Regions from separate parts of the Mus musculus genome. Here all the other regions are linked to region 2. A link is a contact called in public Hi-C and HiChIP or PLAC-seq data. All regions are on one chromosome and are shown on one strand. The core of a region is the stretch at or near the end of the contact, and the rest is flanking DNA. Distances in the headings are between cores, read along the strand shown. Region 1 overlaps Galc (galactosylceramidase). Region 2 has its middle 61 kb from the start of Gpr65. Region 3 holds the start of Galc (galactosylceramidase).

Region 1 (2,700 bases), core at 179-2,678, 110 kb before region 2:
AGGGTAGCTGCCTTTGCGACCTGTGGTCAGAGTGGTGAGCGTAAATATCTCGTCCTCCTCCAGTTCCAGTGTGAAACTGCCGCTGCCGTCAAGGAGCTGAAAGAGAAGACAGCCCCACGTTCAAGGACAGGTGCTGGGGAGCGGTAAAAGAAATAAGCGTGAACAGCCATTCTGTTAGGACCTCCTAAACACGTGAGGAAGACCAGAAATAAGTACCCAGGCCCTTGACAACTTTAAGGGTATTTTAGAAGTGTATAAATAATATTTTATAGAATTTCACCAGATGGGGGGTGCCAATGACAAGATACCTGAAGGTCTATCTGTCACCCTACTCTTCCATTACACTGTAAGCTCTCTAAAGCTTGGGTACATTCAATTAATGTAACTCAGCAGCCTGCTTGCTTCTTTCAGAGCCTTGCTAAAGAAAAGAACCCACAAAGCCCACAGACACCTCAAGAAACATCTTACAATAAGAAATAAAACTTAAAATCTGTTCATCGTATAGTCAGTTCAGATTTCAATTAGTAGGCTGACTCTGTGTCACAGTTAGCCTTCTTGAAGCTAACAATACACTGAGAATTAAACCACATGTTTATAAAGGTCTTGCTTAGTTCACCTCGAAGTGTGGCCCCGGGGAAATACTCCCTAGAGCATAGTCCTGTAATAAGCGTAGCCCTCTGGAGCCGTTTGAATCCCCACATAACTAATGTGGGCTTGAGCTCAAACCTCCTTTGAAACTTTAATGAGTTTTATCTACACTGAATTAAAGGGTTTAGCATCGTATCATTGCTTTAAGGGTAAATAGATGCAGAACCATGAATATCTGATGCCACATTCTGCCTCAGGATTAACAATATTCCTATGCAGGAGATCAATTTGATTATGTTATTTCTAGCAAACTATTATACAAGTACAGAGTGGCCTAATGGGCATGTAACCATTGATATTGACTAGCTAACTATAACATTAATCATTATTAAAAATCCATCAGATTAAGTCAAATAGATGATGTAATTAACCTATTTTCTGGGGCCTCTTTATTCTTGGAAATCTTTCCTGAGAAGTCACCCAGTTCCAAGCACCATAAACCCCTGGACTAAAAGCAAAATAAGGCAAATCCCCAACCTCCAGGACAGCAAAGTGGTGGGGAGCCTGTGATGAGACCCACAGAGCCCGACACTGGGCCCAGTGAGTGAGGCTTTGAAGAAACCCACACTTGAGGTGACATATCTTCACAGATATGAAGGAAATTGAGACGTTCACTCTGGGAGGAAACACCAGCTACTGAGATAAGCATCTGAAAAGGAAATCTGTTTTCTGCTTCCTGAGAGGACAGTGAGGGTCACGTGACAGGTCAGTGGGGCTCACATGGGGAATGTGAGGAAAGCTATGTGGGGAAAGCTGCTGATCCGTTCCTATTTTAGGCACCCCACTCTCTAGCATTGTGATGGCTGGCTCTGAGATTCTGACTGACTGCTGAGACCTGGGGCACTGTCCACGAATAAGGGAGACCAAACAGAAACGAGTAGCAGAGAGAAGAAAGAACAAAGCATAAGAGAAACCCACAGAGGGCAGGACTGCCTACAGTCAACTGCTGTGGGGACACAGACTGAGCGGATGGTCTCAAAGGGGGGCAGCCAGGCAATGGTGGCACAGCCACCAACATAACTAGTGTCTAAGGACAGCACAGCGGTGCACATAAAAGCTTCTCACACCTTCATCACGATTTCTGATGAAGATATGAATGCATTTTATCTCCACTGTCCCGTAGCCATAAAATCATCTTCATTTTAATTCATTGATCCAATTTGCCCCTTTTTACCGTTGTAACGTCCCAAGCATAGAAATCAATGATAAAACTACCCATAGAGTATCCAGTTGTTTAAAATGAAGTCTCTGCTGCGGAGTTCCCAGCTTGGTATACCACACCTGCAGCTCTTGTATTTCTCTCTGTGGAGAAAACACAAGAAAACATACTTGAGAGATTCATCAATTCCTGTTATTAATACCTCAAGAAAGCAATGCCCACTGTTTCCAGTCGCTGAAAAGACCACCTCTAGGTTTGGAAAACAGGACATTGTTTAAGCCAATCTTTCACGTCCTGTCACCAGGAGCAGCAAGCAGCTGCATTAACCGCCTCCAGGGACCTGTCTTTTTCTGCTTTCGTTTCACCTAAACGCGTAAGGAAAGCGGGACACAGCCTGGGGACACTGACTGGCACCAGCTTAATCACTGTAACACTCAACTGGGCATGCTCAGAAGCACCCCTGTCATCGTCCCCTTTTGAGCATGTATGTGTTCTCTGACCTTGCACTAGGTAGGTCCAGCATGAGTCTACGACCATTCCTTGTTAAACTCCCTTCCGCTGCGAATGTTCGGGAGTGTGCCTGTTTCTAACATGCTTGCCTCTAGCACTGTGCCCAGTGTCCCTGAAGAAACCTAACATGCTTCCTTTTACAGAGGAGAGCACTGTAGTCCAGAAATCGCTACTCATTTAACTCATTTAATTAACCCACTGCATTAACACCTGAGAACACTAGCGAAGATTAAACAGGTCTTAGTGCCTTCGATGCAAAACACTCATCTGCCCTCTGTAAAAACCTTGTTAAACATTTAACTATTTACTCTAAAATGTCTTTGTTTATTACTGTACTGGCTAGTTTTGTGTCAACTTGACACAGCTGGAGTTATCACAGAGAA
Region 2 (2,700 bases), core at 41-2,540:
GCAGCTAGAGACACAAGCTCCGGGGGTACTGGTTAGTTCATAGGGAATCTGCATTCAAAGACCATCAGAGTCTTCACAGACCTCTCCCAACAGCTCAGTTCTGTCATGGCTACAGGATGGTGAAGCCAGGGGAAGAAGGGGAGTTGAGCTGGTTTCCAAGGCACCTCTGTACTTTCTACAGATGTTAGGACCACTGATCAGATTGGGCTAATATTTATGCTTGGACATTTTGAGGACTGGTTAACTGGCTTCTTTAAGACCTCTCAGCCAAAGAAAGGTATAGAGACAGTGGTGAACAGCCGGATAGACCTCAGGACTCAATTGTTGTCTGGGACTAGCTGTTTACTGTGTCGCACTGGTGTTTCACACAAGCTGAGAGACAAGTGGCTGAAATCAGTCGTATTTCCCTAGGATATTATTCCTGCTCAAAATTCAAAGAACTAAGGAGTATTGGGTCAGGATTGTCAGGTAATATATTCCTAACGACCTTAATTAAGCACTTGATCCCTGGTCCAGCATCCTAGTCTGGGAAACAATGCAGTGCTTTTCGTGGCTCTAAATATCAAGACTGGAAAGCCTTCCTTGTTTCAAAGGCTAGTGACAATGAAGAGTCTGAACATAAAAGAGTCTCTTTTCTCTTCTCTTTTATTCCTCCCCATAGTCTGCTTGGGTAGAATGCCCAGGGGTTGTAGTATGAATTGGACTTAGTAGTTCAAGACTTGTCGACATTGGAAGACATCATTTCCCACATCAACAATTGGTGAGAAATATTACTTTAAGATTAGCTAGATGCGTTGGTAACTTTCTGCCTTTAATAGATAGCATCTCTAGCTTAAATCCTTTCTCTTGAATTTTTTTTGTAAGCTTTCTCGACAGTATTTCATAAGGGAGTGCAATTATAGATGATTGGACAGTCTTTGATGACGGATTTCTATGACTAGTGGTGACAGATAATCATGTTCCTGTTTTATGATTTTAGCTGTAAATGTAATTATAATGGGGGATTAATGATGCTGATAAAATACATTTGAAAGTCAGTGAAGAAAAAATGAAGTTCACAACTTGTGGAAGTGACTAGAATATCTGTCTCACTAAAATGTGCTATATATGTCTTTTCATATTTACTTTAGATACACATTAAACAAACCCCAAACTTTGTATCTTCATTCGTGAATAAAAGGCAGTAGGTTTTGTTTTAAAGAAGAGTTGCAATGTCACAATATCTCAGAGCACATATATCAAGGTTAGAAAGGATGACACACAGTGGCAATATCAGGGGGAGAAAAGAGGAAGACACAAATACAAATTTCAAAGCAGAGATAACTGGGAAACTGCCCAATCCAATGTGAGACATGCAGTCAGAGAGTGCCAATAAAGATGAATGTAAGACAAGACAGAGTCCACACAGGAAACACTAAAATGACCCCCAAGTAAACCAAAAGAATTAACACTCAAGTGTTATATCTACACACTTGATAAAATCAAGGACTAAGAATATATCTTGAAAATTTTCAGAGGACAAATCAGCTTCCCTCTGAAGGGATGGAACAATAGCCCTATCAAACTTCTCCTAAAAAGCCACTAAGCAAGAAAGGTAAAATATTTTAAATAGTGAGAGAACAATCTTAGGTCAGTGAAAACACCAATCTAGAATTCCATTCCACATTAAATTATCCTGCAAAAGGAAAAGATAAACACAGACTTCCTCAAAGGATAGTTTAGAGAAGTCACCCCAGCAGGATTGCTTGTCATGACAATGGTTCTTGGAGAGAATTAAAACTGAGATATGTCAAAAGCTCAGATCTACATTTAGAAAAAGAGGAGCAGAGGAGTAAATTAAAGTAAAACTAACACCTTCCTGCTTCTTACTCTTAACTGACACAACACTTATTCATTCAAGAAGAAAATAGTGACTTTTTTGGCTATATGTGTGTGTGTATGTGTGTATACATATATATAAAATAAATTTGTGTGTGTATACATATATATAAAATAAATTTGTGTGTGTGTGTGTGACATTAGTGACAGCAAAGATGCAAGGGACAGGACAAAGGAAAGTACAATGGTTTATTGCTACCATAAATCAGTTGCATTATCTATGAAAAGGTATAGTATTATTTGAAGAAATACCCAGTCTGGATAGGGCTATATCTATTAAAAATGTAATCAACATGTCCTCTACTGCAGCAAAAGGCACCAGAGATAGAGTTCACTAGTGGATGTATATCAAGTATTTAAGGAAGAAGTTACACTACTTGCCTATAGTCTCCTCCAAAATATGGAAGCAAATGGTCAATGTTAACCAAAAACCCAAGCCAGAGATATTACAATGAGCTAACAGAGTGATTTATCTTATGAACAGCGATGTAAACATTATAACAATGTGTTAGCAAATTGCATTTAAAAATATTGAAAAGTGTTATATATCATTACCAAGTAGAACTTATTCTGAGACTGCCAGACAGGTTCAACATTTGAAAATGAACTAATATGATTAATTACGCCATGTGGCTAAAGAAACAAAATGAAGATATCGATAGGTACAGAAAAGCCACTTGAAAGAACCCAACACTTGCTCATCCTGAAGACTCTCACCAGGCTGGGATCAGAGGGAAACCTTCTCACCTCAGTAACACACAAAACAGCACACAGCCGGCATGATCACTGGTGGTGAAGTAGTCCAAGCTTTCCTGGCAAAAG
Region 3 (2,700 bases), core at 43-2,542, 70 kb before region 2:
TTAAAAAAGCCTTTACACTTAGATTTACTATCACAAAGATACCAAAAGGAGACGTTAAGGTTGTATAAGAAATATTGGCTATTTTAAATTTAAATAAACTGAGAATAGATTAGTTCATTATTACACACACACACACTGGGGTATAGAACTTTTTACTGCACTCCTAGCTTTTCGGTAGATCTAAAACTACTCTTAAGATTTCAATTTAAAAGCAAACCCACTTCCCAGTCCTGAGATCTTTGAGTCAACAAGAAATCACTCTCAAGACCTCATCTTTTGAGAATTAGCTGGTGTTTATTAACAAAGTCAGAATGGGAGAGGAAGACAACTTAAATTTTAACCAATGCACCTAATGATTCTTATGTGCCCTAACAGAGCCAGCATTCCCTCGTTCCAACACAGACACGCCACAGTTTCTGTTAGTGGATGAAGGTGGCCCTCTTTTAAAACAATATCCCAGATCGCTTCAGGCTTTACACAACTCTAAAGAGTCCAAGAGGTCTTACAGGGAGGGACGGGGTGCTAATCACTGTTCAAGAAGGGTCCCCAAACCCTGCCTATGTCTTCTGACTCACGGCTCCACCAACTAACTCCCTGGGAAGGAAGAGAACCCACCCCCCCCCCTCCCCAAAGCATCTCGCTGAGGCTTCGCAGTCCCTCTCTGGCTTTTTCCGGAGGCGACCCTTCCAGCGCGGCAAGGACAGCCCTGGCCGGCGATCCAGAACGAGGGCTCCCTCGAGCCCGGGCCACTTGACTGCAGCAGACGCCTGTCCCCTCGAGACGCCTGGCTCCCCATTGCAATCTAACCGCCAGCCCGGGTTCATCTCACCCCGGCGCGCGGGGAAGCGGCGTGCGCTCGCCCGGCAACGCCGCGGGGGCTTGTGGGAGGGGGCGGCCCCGGCGGTCCCTGCGGTCCCTGCGGTCCCTGCGCCGCACCGCACTCCTGCCTCCCGCCAGCCCGCGCTCACCCCGCCGCCGCTGACTGCGCCGATGCCATCGAACTCCCGGCCCAGCCCGTCGGAGTCGTCTAGCACGTAGGCGCCACCGGGCACTAGCAGCGCACACAACAATAAGGGCACCGCAACACGGCTCGCCGAGCCCGCGGCGGCGGTCATGACTTTTGCTTGGCGTTGCTGGGAAGCCTTAGGTTGGCTGTTAGCCATTGTGCGGGTCACGCGACTGTGGCGCCCGGGGAGGCGGGCCCGATCGCCTCCCTGAGGAAGAAGAGCGGGCGGCTGAGGAAGCTTTCGCCATCTTAAGTGAGGGCTGCGGGCTGTCCGCGCAGCCGCTGTTGTGTTGAGCTGGGGGGGCGGGGTGGGGGGCTGGTTGAGCGAGCTTTGCCTTGTCACTTCTGTGTCAAAGAGGCGGGACCGGTCTCTGCGTGTAATTACTTAGTGACCACTCTTCCTACCTCACCTGATGGATCATCTTAGAAAACGGGAAGTGAATGGTCAACAACGGTCAAAAGAGGGCTTTGAGTGGTCCTACTCTAGCCGAGCATTCCCAGTAGGAAACAGCAATGAGGACCTGGCTTTAAGCGCCCCCAGTTAAGCGGTCACCTTGGTTGAGTCGCTTGGCTTGAGGACCCTGAATTTTTCTAAACCACCGTGAGACCAGAACAGCAAGTCAGGGAACTCCGGATAAGATAAAAGTAAGATAATAGGCACTCGGGAAGTCATAATTGTGCACTTATATACACTTAGCAAATGCTAGCTGACAAAGTTTGTTCGATTGAGTAGTCTGCTATATCCAGGTCTTTTAGCCTTAAAAGAGTTAATATGATTACTCGTCCAAAATGTTGCTATATAGTAATTTGAATTGCGAGACCTAAAAAATACAATAGGTTCAGAATACTCGGACCTTTATTCTGTTTCTTGAATAAAAAATGACTATGAAAATCACTTATGAAAGATGCCCTGACTTACATAGAGGAAGTGGTAATGTTTGCCAACTCCTGTTACAGTAACCCTTGCCTTCCTATTCACTTCTCTACCCAGTTAAATACCCTGGCAGGTGCATCCAACCTGTGCCTGAGACCACATGGAGCAGATGATTGCTATGAAAGCACCCTACCCCAAAATTGTACATAAACTTAACTCAAGACATTCTGTGACTTTTTATGATTAAAATAGTCAACTGTGCAGACCTCAAGTGTGAAGTCTATAGCGGACAACATAGTGTCAGGATAAGAAAAGGTTGGACGTGCCTGCTGGCAGCTTGTGTTCTTAGAACTTGTTCCATCTACCAGTCTCACCTTGAACTCAGAGAGTTCTGCCTGCCTCTGCCTCTCTGCCTCTCTGCCTCTCTGCCTCTGCCTCTCTGCCTCTCTGCCTCTCTGCCTGCCTCTCTGCCTCTCTGCCTCTCTGCCTCTCTCTCTGTCTCTCTGCCTGCCTCTCTGCCTCTCTGCCTCTCTGCCTGGCACATTTTACAACCTAAATTGCTCCTGATCAGATTCAGCATGTTTATCATTAACTGTTTGTTTGTTTGTTTGTTTGGGGGGGGGAGTCTTCAATTTCTTAGGGTATGCCCCTGTGCCCTGTAACTTAAATTTATGTGCTTCATCCATCTAGTCTGTCACAGCAGTTTAATTCTTAGGACCCAAGGATGACAAAGGTGAAATTATGCTTCCTCGAAACAATCATAAGCTACCTTCCACTGTCAGTAAGACTGATGTGATAGGAAAGTGAACTGTCCTGAGAA

What was found. A called contact is a pair of places that touch in the nucleus more often than the background predicts. HiChIP or PLAC-seq counts read pairs in DNA pulled down with a chosen protein or histone mark.
Region 1: a Hi-C map of bone marrow-derived macrophages shows a contact between it and region 2, with 33 read pairs. The contact joins two enhancer-like sites. A contact is called at or near these places in 4 of 15 datasets of contacts at CTCF or cohesin (CD8 T cells, the G1E-ER4 cell line, large pre-B cells and 1 more), 160 of 484 Hi-C or Micro-C datasets (the AML12 cell line, the AtT-20 cell line, B cells and 91 more), 11 of 115 datasets of contacts at active chromatin or transcription factors (CD8 T cells, the HPC-7 cell line, T-cell acute lymphoblastic leukemia and 8 more) and 3 of 9 other capture datasets (adipose tissue, embryonic stem cells and liver).
Region 3: an H3K4me3 HiChIP or PLAC-seq map of bone marrow-derived macrophages shows a contact between it and region 2, with 2.3 times the contacts expected there. The contact joins the promoter of Galc here to the enhancer-like site in region 2. A contact is called at or near these places in 2 of 39 promoter capture datasets (macrophages and trophoblast stem cells), 1 of 15 datasets of contacts at CTCF or cohesin (CD8 T cells), 4 of 115 datasets of contacts at active chromatin or transcription factors (CD8 T cells, the SCID.adh cell line, bone marrow-derived macrophages and 1 more) and 2 of 9 other capture datasets (adipose tissue and liver).

Annotation. Positions count from the first base shown.
Region 1 is chr12:98,214,388-98,217,087 of GRCm38.p6, forward strand. It overlaps Galc (galactosylceramidase), which reads right to left. Exons shown (of 17, transcript NM_008079.4): 12 at 1,864-1,950; 13 at 1-96. Among named protein-coding and RNA genes, the nearest start is that of Galc, 44 kb to the right of the region's middle. Within about 2 kb of position 1,429, at least 27 of the 459 cell types and tissues checked have an H3K27ac peak or open chromatin away from gene starts, as enhancers often do. A contact at or near this core is called in bone marrow-derived macrophages, where this site is marked.
Region 2 is chr12:98,328,106-98,330,805 of GRCm38.p6, forward strand. No RefSeq gene overlaps it. Among named protein-coding and RNA genes, the nearest start is that of Gpr65, 61 kb to the left of the region's middle. Within about 2 kb of position 1,291, at least 2 of the 459 cell types and tissues checked have an H3K27ac peak or open chromatin away from gene starts, as enhancers often do. A contact at or near this core is called in bone marrow-derived macrophages, where this site is marked.
Region 3 is chr12:98,258,167-98,260,866 of GRCm38.p6, forward strand. Galc (galactosylceramidase) reads right to left here and starts at 1,293. Exons shown (of 17, transcript NM_008079.4): 1 at 969-1,293. The coding sequence starts at 1,163.